Regions from separate parts of the Mus musculus genome. Here regions 1, 2 and 3 are each linked to region 4. Evidence: chromatin contacts called from public Hi-C and HiChIP or PLAC-seq data. All regions are on one chromosome and are shown on one strand. Each heading gives the region's core, a stretch centred on a gene start, on an enhancer-like site or on the middle of the called end of the contact. The rest is flanking DNA. Distances are from core to core; before and after follow the strand shown.

Region 1 (2,700 bases), core at 175-2,674, 470 kb before region 4:
GTTAAAAATACATTTGTTGTTAAACTAATTTTTACCTGTTTAAATGAAAATGTTAAAGTTTATATTCTTTTTAATTCAGAGATTTATAGTATTTTGATCTCTACATTCAAATTGAAAATCTCATAGAAAAATTTTTTTAAAAAACTTTTTTTTAATACTTAAAGTTTATGTGTTGATTCAGATATTTTAATATCTTTATTTATGACAAATAATTTTAAGCCTGAGTTACATTTGTAAGAATGATTTTAAGTTGTTGATCTGCATGTTAAACTTCAAGTAATTCATTATTTTATTTCCAGATTGTAAATAATATGCAACACCCTGTATCCAGTTAGTTTAACCACCAAATCCTATTTTGATTCTAAGGAGAAAACATTAAACCTCTGCTCATGGCTCTGAAGCCATTGCTGTTTTCTGTCCTTATTTAGGGGTCTTTGTTTATTTGGTTGATTGGAGTTTTGTTTGTTTATGAATAGAGACATCTTTTTTTTCCAATTTTTTATTATATATTTTCTTCATTTACATTTCAAATGCTATCCCCAAAGTCCCCTCTACCCTCCCCCCGCCCTGCTCCCCTACCCACCCACTCCCACCTTGACAGAAGGGTGAGCTTGTATTTGCTTTCGTTTATACCCAGGATCTTCTTACCTGCACTGCAGGTCGTCCTTGAACCCTCCATCTTATATACATATGTATAGTCAGTAAGCTCCTCTAGGAGGACACTGTATTTAAGATACTTTAAGATCCTAATTCCTCTCTTTACATTCTTAGCTTTTACCTATGTTCTTTAATTTTCACTTTTCCCCTTGACTCCATTTTCTCCGTGTTTAGATGTTTACTTGTTCCTAGCTGCCCCGCCCCTGTTACACACTACTTCATCTTCCCCCACGTTTTTTTTTTTTTTTTTTTTTTTTTTTTTTTTTTTTTACTCAGCATGCTCTTCACTATGCCCTGCCTTTCCCACCACCCAGCTCTCTAAAGGCTTCTTTTAAGACAAAACCTGATCCCCCCCCCCCCTCTACACACACACTGCAGTCCACTAACCCCAGTGTTAGGATTTAAATAAGCTGAAAAGGGTGGGTGGAGGGGAGCCCTTCACAAGCTACTGAAACCGCTGTGGGCTGCTCCTTGATACTGGAGTGTTCCCTAGCAACACTGCATACCTAATACTGCTCTTTCTTCCCTGCCCTCCATGGTTTACCAAGACTGTGGGATGAAAGAATCACATTATAAAACATAAAGCATTTAGTGATGGTTGGAGAGAGGGTGATGCATCTATCTTCAGTAAAATGTGGCTTTATTTTAAGGGTTTTCCTTGTGGGAATTTGGGATTTTGTGTTATTTCCAGTTTTTTACAGCCTCCTGTTGTGGTACAGCACTCACGCTGTCATGCTGTAACAGTATGGGCAAGCTAGTTCTGTTGTGGGTAGCCTGAGTGGCAAAGGAGCAGCGCAGACTGCACCCCTATGGCAAGGCAGTGCAGCTTGTACTGTGGTTGGGTTGTTCCTGACTCAGCCCTGTGTCCTCCAGACCTGTCCCTACCGTTTGTCTGTGTAGTAATATTTAAAAGTCTGTGTGTTTTAAAACCTATAGTTAAGCCTTCTCTATGGTTGATAATGAAAGCAGTGTGTTGTATTAAAATAGTGTAACAAGTCTGTCTTTTGTTCCAAAGAGAAAACTTTTGTCAAGCCATGTGTATCTGTAGGATACAGATTTAGTTAACAGAGAGGTTGCAGCTTAATCCTGATATCCCTCTTCTGCATTAGGAATGTAGCCCCAGTGTGGTGGCTCATGTCCGTAGTTCCAGCTTTTGTGAGGCTGAGAGTAGCATGAAGGCCAGGCTAGGCTGTATAACAAGGTGTGTTCCATAGAACCAAAAATAGGGGGGGGGGGGTACATTATCTTTATTTGTATATGGTAAATTAATTTCATCTGTGTTTATAACAGTCCAAGAAATAACAAATCTTGAGTCATTTGTAATTTTGGCATTATAAATGATCATTGCATATTGCAAGGTTGCTCAGTTGTAAACTGTTGTGTTTCATTTGCCATTTGCCTTCTGATAAGACTTCTAATCACTCTCATTTATTTGTGAATAATAAGCAAATGTTCAGTTTAGCTGTGTTGAAAATTTTCAGATGACGTGTATGTATATTCCCTTGTGATCACTGTAGATAATCATTAAAACACCTATCATTGAGTCCTGGATTTAAGGGATTGTCATTGAACTTTCTAGGTCCGTATGTTCTCACCTGAAACACTAAGATAATGACTCAGCTCTTAAGGATTCTGGTTAACAGTAAATAATTAGAAATGCTATACCCTAGTTACACTTGCACATTTTGTTTCTAGATCTTTATGTGTATTTCTTGTATATTTTCAGAACATTACTTCATATCAACTTCTTGGCACCTTTATTTATGGTTCTGCTCTGGGTGAAACCAATCACCAAAGACTATATCATGAACCCACCGTTGGGTAGAGAGAGTGTCCCTCTGTAAGTATGGGTACTTGAGTCCTATGTTTTAATTCACTATACATCAAAGTTGCTTTTTTTAATTGTAGGTAGGTTTGTTCATTTTTTTTTAGACAGAGTATCAGTATATTGCCCGGACTGTCCTGGAACTCACTGTGTGGATCAGTCTGGTCTTGAACTCACAGAGATCTGCCTGATTCTTCCTCCTGAATACCAGAATTGAA
Region 2 (2,895 bases), core at 221-2,720, 350 kb before region 4:
AACATAAAAATTCTGATTTTTTTGGGGGGGGGCGGGGTTTCGAGACACGGTTTCTCTGTATAGCCCTGGCTGTCCTGGAGCTCACTCTGTAGATCAGGCTGGCCTCGAACTTAGAAATCTGCCTGCCTTTGCCGCCCAAGTGCTGGGATTAAAGGTGTGTGCCACCACGCCCAGCTAAATTCTGACTATTTTTAGTGATCGTGTGGTTACTAGGCTCGCAGGGTCATGTGTATAGAGTAACTGTGAAGTCCAGCGCAGTGATTTGCCTAGATTTTGCATCAGGTGTGAAGATACCAGACATCCTTCAGAGGGAAGCCTTCTGAGGTCATGTTATTTGCAAAATTCTCGATGCAGCTTTTGAAGGTCCTAGGATGCCTCACAAGGAGAGAAGACTGTCTCCCCTTGTTCCTGATGTACTCAGTATTTTTCCCCGTAGCTCTTCTTTCTCCTTAAGCATGCAATGGACATCAACAGCTTGCTAAGAAGGTTTAAAACTTTTCCTCTTTCAAAATAAAGATTGTGAAATGCTTTTTATTTTATATCAGAAAAGAGTAGTGAAATGAGAACATACGTAGTAAGATTATGTAAAAATCTAGGAAAATTGAAGAAGCATTTCTGTTTAAAAAAATAACGACCACTTTGAAATAAACATCCATAGTAATAATTCTACATATGTTTTTGACTTGGAATTATAATAATGGCAACTCTGATTTGGATGATACTGAGAATTAATTCATAGCATATATATATTTCCTTTAAAGAGCACCCAACAGCACACAAACACTGGCACAGGGGAGAGGCTACACTTTCAAGTTGGGAAAGTAGTTTTGGCTTGGTTTCTATATTGCACATCTTAAACTTAGTGTTTGGTGTGTACTTGGGTAACCTGGGTGTATTGGTTATAACCTCTGTTAAGAGATAGCTCTTACAAAATTGTAAGATTACAGCAATACATAATTATTTATAACCCTTGGCTCTCAGTTGTTTTTTAATTGATTTTCCCCAGGAAAAACTGACATAAGTGTAGCTTTCTATTAAAGTGTATTTACAATGATGATGATGACAAAAACAAACAAAAAGAAAATAGAAAAGAAAGAAAGAAAACACTAGCAACAAGAAACAACCCAGGCCACTTACAAGTACACAGGCACATGCACACGCCCATTAACACAACTCATTCCAGTCCCAGATTACAGAGAACTAAATTAATCTGCTAATTTCAAAGCAGTATTCTGCTCTGGTCATCTCACTACATGGCTGTTTCTTTGTAGGACAATGTTAGACACAGGCTAACTGGGTTAATTGCAGCCACATGTAGATTGTCTTTTTGGATGACAAGACACTGTCTTACAATTGATCCACACACCATTGGGGGACTAATTCTGAGCTTCCTTTCGGCTCCGTGCTCATCCAGTGACAGACCGCAGCTACCTCCAAGCTCTGGGCCACATTCGCCCGGGCTTGTCGGGAGTGTGGGAACAGACACAGAGCTGGGTCAGAGGGCACGGAGCCAATGTCGCTACATGTGTGTCTCGCCTTTTGTGCGGCTCTGGCTTCGTCCTACTTTATGCAGATTTCACTTCTGCGAGGTCCAGATTGTGCCATATGGGATCCCTGTGTATGACCAGCGAGGCTACCTGCCTGTGAGAACTGTTCTGATGAAGGACTATCCGAGGAACTGCGGCCTGGGCAGTTGTTTTTCCCAGGAGATGGTCACATACAGAGAGAATTTTTGTAAGGGGGGCTCAGGGGCGATGTCTGGGGCCAAAGCCATCCTCAGTGTCTGGGAAAAGAATTGTGTGTCTGGTTCTTTACTGAGAGTGAGCATGGAATTGGGGACCTTTAAGGGCATAGCTTTCTGAATAAAAATGGTGTGTTGTTTCTTTGTCCGTCTCGTCGTTTCCCCCACTTTTTTCCTCACTTTTTATTGCTACTTTTTGTGTGACTTTTTATTACCTTCATGAGTTATGATGTTTGCTTTCCTTCTACCTGATGATGCTTAATGTTAAAGCTTCATATTAGCATTTTTTCCCTGATGGATTTGGGTCCTTGGCCTTTCTCTTACTTCATTATCCGATATAAAACATTCCATCTTTCCCCTTCTTATCCCTCAGTCTTTGTCTCTGCCTCTCCTTTCCAACTGCTACTCGTTCTTAACTTCTTAGCTTTCTGGGTTATATGGTTTCATCTAACTATTTTTGAGAGAAGTGCTCATTTTATAGTTACTAAATAAAAAAAAAAAAAAAAAAGAAAAAACATGCCGTCTCCCCTCTCTTGTCTGCTCAGTCTTTTTTTTTTTTTTAACCTCCTTACCCTGTCTATAAAACATTTCTTCTTCTCATTCATTATTTGACTCTCAGAAGTAATCCTTCCTACCTCATTTAAGAAGGAAGGTTTCTAAACATTAATGTCCCACTTCCTAGTTGTTACCTCACATCTCTCTCTCTCTCTCTGGCTGTTGTGAAACTGCAGATTTTGTTTTGTTTTTTGTTAGTGCTCACTGCTGTGTGTGTAGGATCCTGGCTTTTTAGAGTGGAGGTTTTAGTGCCCCACGTAGAAAACCACAGAAAGGAACAGTCAGAGCCCTGGTCTGATTGTTAGAGCTCTTTAGCCTCTTTCTTAATTTTTGATTTATTTAAATATGTCTCAAACTCTGCTCTGTGCCCCTCCAGCCTAAGTAAATAAACACCCACTTGTACGTGTGACTAACTTTATTCTTCATTTGAAATTCTTCATTTAAAATAACTCCTGGGAAGGTTATAGGGGCACCTATGTATTGTGGTAACCTTTCTTTGTGAGTTATAACAAAAGATGAGACATAGACGCTCTCCTCTGGCTTACGTTTCACTTCAGTGGGAATTTTTTTTTTTTTATAACACACACTATGCTTTTATT
Region 3 (2,749 bases), core at 112-2,611, 410 kb after region 4:
TTCTTTAGAGAGCCCTGAGTAACATATCTTGTTTCCCTGAAATAAGATGACTTTTCTGGACCTCATTATTATTCTGGACCTTAGCACTTTTACCTACATGATCTGGTTATTCAAGAAAAAAAAATTAATTACTGCCTTTTAATCACTGCATTGGCAGGAAGGTATATTAGTATTTTATATCAGTTTTTTCTTCAATCTACTAGTTTGTCTCTGATTTACAGGACATTTAAATCTATTTACATGGTTGAGTTTGAAGCTCAGTGATAGAGCACTTTTGTTTGATACCCAGCCCTCAGTATATGTGTGTTGGTGGGGAGGGGAAATCAGCCTTAATGATAAAGGTTGATAGCATGACAGCATTTCTAGAACGAGAACTATTATCAGAGCAAACATTCCGAATGACTGTCCAGGGTCTTACAAATTCAGAAAGAATGCCTGGAGCATAATTCACATGCAAGCAACGCTTTTGTTGCTTCAAACATTGGTACTAGAGTTTAAATTTAGAGTGAGAAAAGAGATAAAGGAGGAGCAGCGGTTCCTGAGGAGGTTTCAAATGTTACCTCGAAGTTGAGTCAGTTGGCAGAACATAGAATCCCTAAAATCTATGCAAGGTTTGCTGGTTGATGAGATGCTACATGCTGTACTCCACTCCATGGAAAGGTAAGCAAACATTTAAGATGTGTTTGTCATAAATAGATATTCCTGCATTAAATATAAGAGAGCTGATTTATATTTTTAATTTTGCCATTCAATAAATATTAATAATTATCTACTCTATTCATTGTTGGGCATATCAGCACAAGCTTAGACGTGTAGACAAGTCTGAAGTTTAGAAATCTGGAAGCAATTCTATAGGCTGAGTTTGCACAGATTGAAGTAGGTGAGAGTGGTGATGACAGTCGGAAGGAAATGGTCAGATGTTATAGAAGGTCTGCTCATCATGTGAAAGAGGTTGATTTTATCTTTGAGTCAGTGAGGGAGCCAGTGAATGCTTTTACCAAAAATACAATGCAACTAGATTTTTTTTTTTTGGAACATTTACAATAGTAAAGTATGCAGCATCAATTTCATTATAGAACTACCTGTGGAGCCTTAAAATCCATCACTGCCCATGTATCACCGTGGAAAGATCCTGTTCACTTAGGCTAAGGAGTAGACAGAGTTTAAAAGCTGTCCAGGTAAGCACTTGGCTTTAGTGCAAAACCCAGGTCTGAGAACTACTACTATTGAAAGCAGACTGGGTCAGAACAACATTTCAGTGTGCTAAAGTGAGAGATTTCGGAGAGCAGAACACATAGTAGCCGAGAAATCTACATGTAGGACTTTGATTGGCTCGGTTTACAATTAGTTGTTTCACAATGATGAGAATAATAAATCTGGAACCTCCAGGATCTAAGCCACATGGCTCCACCATGTGGATAAACTGTGATATATCAAGGTGGTTGCTTGCTTTTTTTTTTTTCTTTCTGATCCTGCTACTTTTAATAATTGAATGCTAATAGAAACAAACTAAAAACCCAAAACTATTATGTTGATTAAAGGACAAATGTGTTGACTCTTAGAATATTTAGAGCTCAAATACTGCAAGACCTGAATGTGTGTGTGTGTGTGTGTGTGTGTGTGTGTGTGTGTATACTTTCTCTATTACATTTCTTTGGGCACATTTATGAAAAGAGTATTTACTTGCATTTATTTCATCTAAATGTGTTAGATAGTGAAGTGGAGTTGCATATAATTTTTGGTAGAGATACAGAGTTGCTATGAGGATTTTTGAAATGCCAAACACTTAAAACTGCTTTTTATGTCTCCAGGATGCCTTTCAAGTAGCCTATAATCACATTACATTTATTCTCAAGATATACTGAAATAGTTCAGGTAGAAATTTCTGTTGATTAGAAGAAAAGCAAAATAAATTGGCTAATTTTTACTGTCAAAATTCTTCTTCATCTTGCTTAACTACTTAAAATTTCTCTTAAAAGGCTTGAGTGTATGATTCTTAGTGACAAAATAAACCATTTTCATAGTCTGTAAACTTTCATACATGATTGCCTATTACAGTTTATTGATATCTCCTCAAGAAAATTCTGAAAATGAGATTAAGAAGAGAAATTAATATCATATTCTTAATTCTTTGGTCACCCAGCAATTTGCATAGTAAGCAGTTTCTCCATTCATAATTGAAGTGTAGTGTTTGCTTTCTAAAGGCTTGCAGAAAGCTTAAATATCAACCCTACAGTCTGACTTAATATATGAATGCAAAGATTTTTATTTTATTTTGTAATAGTTTTGTGCTGGAAGATGTATGATCCTTATCATCACTAGAACAATTTAGAGAGACATAGAAGTAATTGGGATTTAAGCTCAATGGACCTAAAGAAACTCAAATAAGTATAAGTTTGAAAGACGATGTGGTCAGGAGCTATGACAAGAGAGAAAAATCTAGAAAGAGAATGTAGTCTACAACCTAATAGCATGACTTCCCTGGGGAGCAAGATGGGAATAAACCTGGGGCCTGACCTCCTAGATCAAAGTCAGCATTTTAACAAGATCCCCCAGGTGACTTGTATACATACTAAACTCTCAAAACCAGTCTCCTGGGACAGCATTGAATTAACTGTACTCTATAATGGGTCAGAGAGTAAATATTTTAGGCCTTGCAGGTCAAGTGCTCTGTATCCACAGCTGTAGCCTGGAAGCAGTGCTGGATGACAGCAAGCAAATGAGTGTGGAAACTGGTGGAGGAGCACTT
Region 4 (2,792 bases), core at 20-2,519:
TGTTTTACTAAATATTTTATATAGATGTCTTCTTAGAATCTGTAGTTTTGATAAATTTATAAAAATCAAAGCTAAGAAAATATGTCCAACAAATTATCTTATTCTCAGATACTATACACGGGATAAAAAGCTTTACAAAGGTGGATACTGAAAACAGCCCCCCCAAACTTCAGATCTGTGAGATTTTAAACTGACATGATTTCATATCTATCAAAATTGTAAAGCCATTAGAAGTAAAATTAAATGTGTAGGTTATATAGTAGTATCAGTAGTACATGAAATAAATTATGCACTTCAGTTTGTCAATGCGCAGTATCATTTTTGATCCCATGTAAATCTGCTATGAGACGTTTAAAGGAATATCAAAAATATACCCCAACCACAACAGATTTGTCATTCATGCGCTGTTGAGCATGGAGGCCTAATTTACCCTTTTGCCATTATTTTAAATTAAGGCACTTATCCAAAGATCAAAACATCGTCTACAATGGACATTTTGTGAAGGCAGATAGTGATAACATCTGAAGGGATATGGTAATTGTTCCTGTTGTGGACGAACAGGGAGAGATATTTGATATGTATCTTGGGAAACAGGAAATGTTCCACATATAAAACTACAACTGCAAGTGTGGAGGGAAAGACGAAAGCGGCCCAGTGACCAGGCAAAAACTTTAAACGTATTTGCGAAGCAAGAACAAAGACATGCGTTGCCTGGCTGGTAGAAAGTGTTAAAGGGGATTGTCTCCTTTGCCACGGCTGTTTGAAATCCAGCATTTCATATTAGTCCTTAATGACAGACCCTAACAGCATAAGTGAAGAAAAACCAAGAGAAATTTTGATGAAAAAAAAAAAAAATCAAGAAAAAGAAATATGACTGCAAATGTGCAAACTTTGTCTGCAGTTGTTGCAGGCACAGTGGTGAAGGGACTGCTCTGTCCACCTATTAAGGTAGACCGCATAACAAATAGCACACTATCCCCCAAAGGGAAGAGAGTAAAGTTCTCAGGAAACCCCAGCAAACACTGACATGATTTTTATTATTCCAAATTTAATCCGACATTTTCTAAGTGTGTGTGGAAGGAGGACAGAATACTCCCTTTGTGTCCTGGAAAGTGTCATGCGACACAAAAAGATCTTTCTCAAAGAAAAGGCATCTTACATGATTAACACTGAGCTCCCAGCTTGAAAAGAATAAACCCCCAATGTCGCGCAGTGCAGGACGGCTGAGCAGGTCCAATACAGTGCTTTCATGCCATCTAGTGGTCATCTGAGAAGTCTCCCCGAGACCCGGGGATCTCAAGCAACTGGTAAAGAGGAGTAGCCATCCTCACCACCTCCACCACCACCATCACCACCATCACAACCATCACCACCATCACCACCATCACCACCATCACCACCCAAAAAAGAAAGAAAAGTAAAGAAACACGAGGTTGAAAAAACATATAAATAATTTAGGACACAAAAAAAATCTCATCAGCTTCAATAACCTGGCTAAATTTTTGATACCGTTTTAATTTGAGTGGAATTTGTTTCTTCTGGTCCTCTCTTTTCCTCCTTTTTTCTTTCCTCAATTCTTTTTCAAGTTTCCTTTTGTTTTCAGTCTACTTTCCGTTAGATTACACTTAGAAAAGAAACACAGATGCATGTTTTAATCATTAGTTTCTGAAAGAATTAAAACGTCACTTGCTTTCATACCTTGGTTTGGGTATTTTGAGACTTTTCTTTTAAATAAACCATCTCCCCACCACTCATATAAAATGTCAAGAAGCAAGACGGTACATAACTGAATTCCTCGGTAATAACTACATTCCTCCTTCTTGGAAAGGCACAGTACCTAAAATGTTCTCGACTTCTCTTCTGATGTCGGCCGCCCTATAAGCAGTCCTCAGAGTATTGAACTTTGAATTTTTTGAAAGCTAAAGTATTTTTCCCATTTTGCAAAATAGTTTTAAAATGTCATTATATGCATCTATGTCCAGGTGTGCTCTTTATACTTTGCCTAATAAATCATTTTCAAATACTGTAGCACAATTGGTTTCCTTTTCTAGTTGAGATTTATTTCTAAAGCTTAGGAATTCTTTTATTTCTCATTGATTCATACATTTTTATATTAGTTTTATTGTTTCTAAGGATTTGCCTTTTAAGGACACAAAAAGCTGATTTCTAATTGTGTAAAATAAATCTTTGATTTCAGTCAGCAACTAGTGTTTTTATCCGGGAAAGCCTCAGCCTTTTCTTTCTTTCTCTCTTTCTTTCTTTCTTTCTTTCTTTCTTTCTTTCTTTCTTTCTTTCTTTCTTTCTTTCTCTCTCTCTCTCTCTCTATCTCTCTCTTTCTTTTTCATAAAACAGTATATTTCGAAGGCTTCATGACATAAGAACAATACAGATTTTATAGTGGTTAGAGATCAGTAAGAAATACAAAGTGGAGTGGTGCTCAAATGCTGGTCCAGGCTTTAAATTAAAACAGATATTTATTTAAAAGAATTTAATAAACTAACAAAGTACTTGCAAATATTTCAAGTAATATTGCAGCAGAAAATAATTTTGTTGCTTATTTTTCCTCACTTTTGTCTTGCAAACGTGGGCGTACATACACTGGAATATTCAATGTCAATGATTCCATCATAGACAGAAATTAAAAGCATAAATGTAACATTTTCTGATGCATTTGCCATAGTTGTAGTCTCTATCAATGTGCATATTTTCATTTTGTAACTTAAACAAAGGTGCATATATTTTAAAGTAGATGTTCACCTCAAAACTAAGATTTAATTTTCAAACTATGTAGC

Evidence for each region. A called contact is a pair of places that touch in the nucleus more often than the background predicts. HiChIP or PLAC-seq counts read pairs in DNA pulled down with a chosen protein or histone mark.
Region 1: a contact with region 4 is called in an H3K4me3 HiChIP or PLAC-seq map of embryonic forebrain, with 4 times the contacts expected there. The contact joins two enhancer-like sites. A contact is called at or near these places in 1 of 484 Hi-C or Micro-C datasets (cortical neurons), 2 of 115 datasets of contacts at active chromatin or transcription factors (astrocytes and embryonic forebrain) and 1 of 9 other capture datasets (embryonic trunk).
Region 2: a contact with region 4 is called in a Hi-C map of cerebellar granule neurons, with 4 times the contacts expected there. The contact joins two enhancer-like sites. A contact is called at or near these places in 8 of 39 promoter capture datasets (the HPC-7 cell line, HPC-7-derived erythroid cells, cranial neural crest and 4 more), 5 of 484 Hi-C or Micro-C datasets (cerebellar granule neurons, cerebellum and cerebral cortex) and 1 of 115 datasets of contacts at active chromatin or transcription factors (neural tube).
Region 3: a Hi-C map of neural stem cells shows a contact between it and region 4, with 2.6 times the contacts expected there. The contact joins two enhancer-like sites. A contact is called at or near these places in 1 of 39 promoter capture datasets (hippocampal neurons), 15 of 484 Hi-C or Micro-C datasets (the G1E-ER4 cell line, the HPC-7 cell line, cerebellar granule neurons and 10 more) and 6 of 115 datasets of contacts at active chromatin or transcription factors (astrocytes, embryonic basal ganglia, embryonic forebrain and 3 more).

What each region holds. Positions count from the first base shown.
Region 1 is chr13:84,284,302-84,287,001 of GRCm38.p6, forward strand. Tmem161b (transmembrane protein 161B) reads left to right here. Exons shown (of 12, transcript NM_175187.5): 9 at 2,384-2,497. Among named protein-coding and RNA genes, the nearest start is that of Gm41011, 58 kb to the right of the region's middle. Within about 2 kb of position 1,425, at least 48 of the 459 cell types and tissues checked have an H3K27ac peak or open chromatin away from gene starts, as enhancers often do. A contact at or near this core is called in cortical neurons and embryonic forebrain, where this site is marked.
Region 2 is chr13:84,403,246-84,406,140 of GRCm38.p6, forward strand. No RefSeq gene overlaps it. Among named protein-coding and RNA genes, the nearest start is that of Gm41011, 61 kb to the left of the region's middle. Within about 2 kb of position 1,471, at least 23 of the 459 cell types and tissues checked have an H3K27ac peak or open chromatin away from gene starts, as enhancers often do. A contact at or near this core is called in cerebellar granule neurons and cerebellum, where this site is marked.
Region 3 is chr13:85,163,555-85,166,303 of GRCm38.p6, forward strand. No RefSeq gene overlaps it. Among named protein-coding and RNA genes, the nearest start is that of Ccnh, 24 kb to the right of the region's middle. Within about 2 kb of position 1,362, at least 13 of the 459 cell types and tissues checked have an H3K27ac peak or open chromatin away from gene starts, as enhancers often do. A contact at or near this core is called in neural stem cells, where this site is marked.
Region 4 is chr13:84,757,477-84,760,268 of GRCm38.p6, forward strand. The region is part of intron 2 of Gm34196 (a long non-coding RNA gene); the gene reads right to left. Among named protein-coding and RNA genes, the nearest start is that of Gm34246, 83 kb to the left of the region's middle. Within about 2 kb of position 1,270, at least 36 of the 459 cell types and tissues checked have an H3K27ac peak or open chromatin away from gene starts, as enhancers often do. A contact at or near this core is called in cerebellar granule neurons, cerebellum, cortical neurons and 2 more, where this site is marked.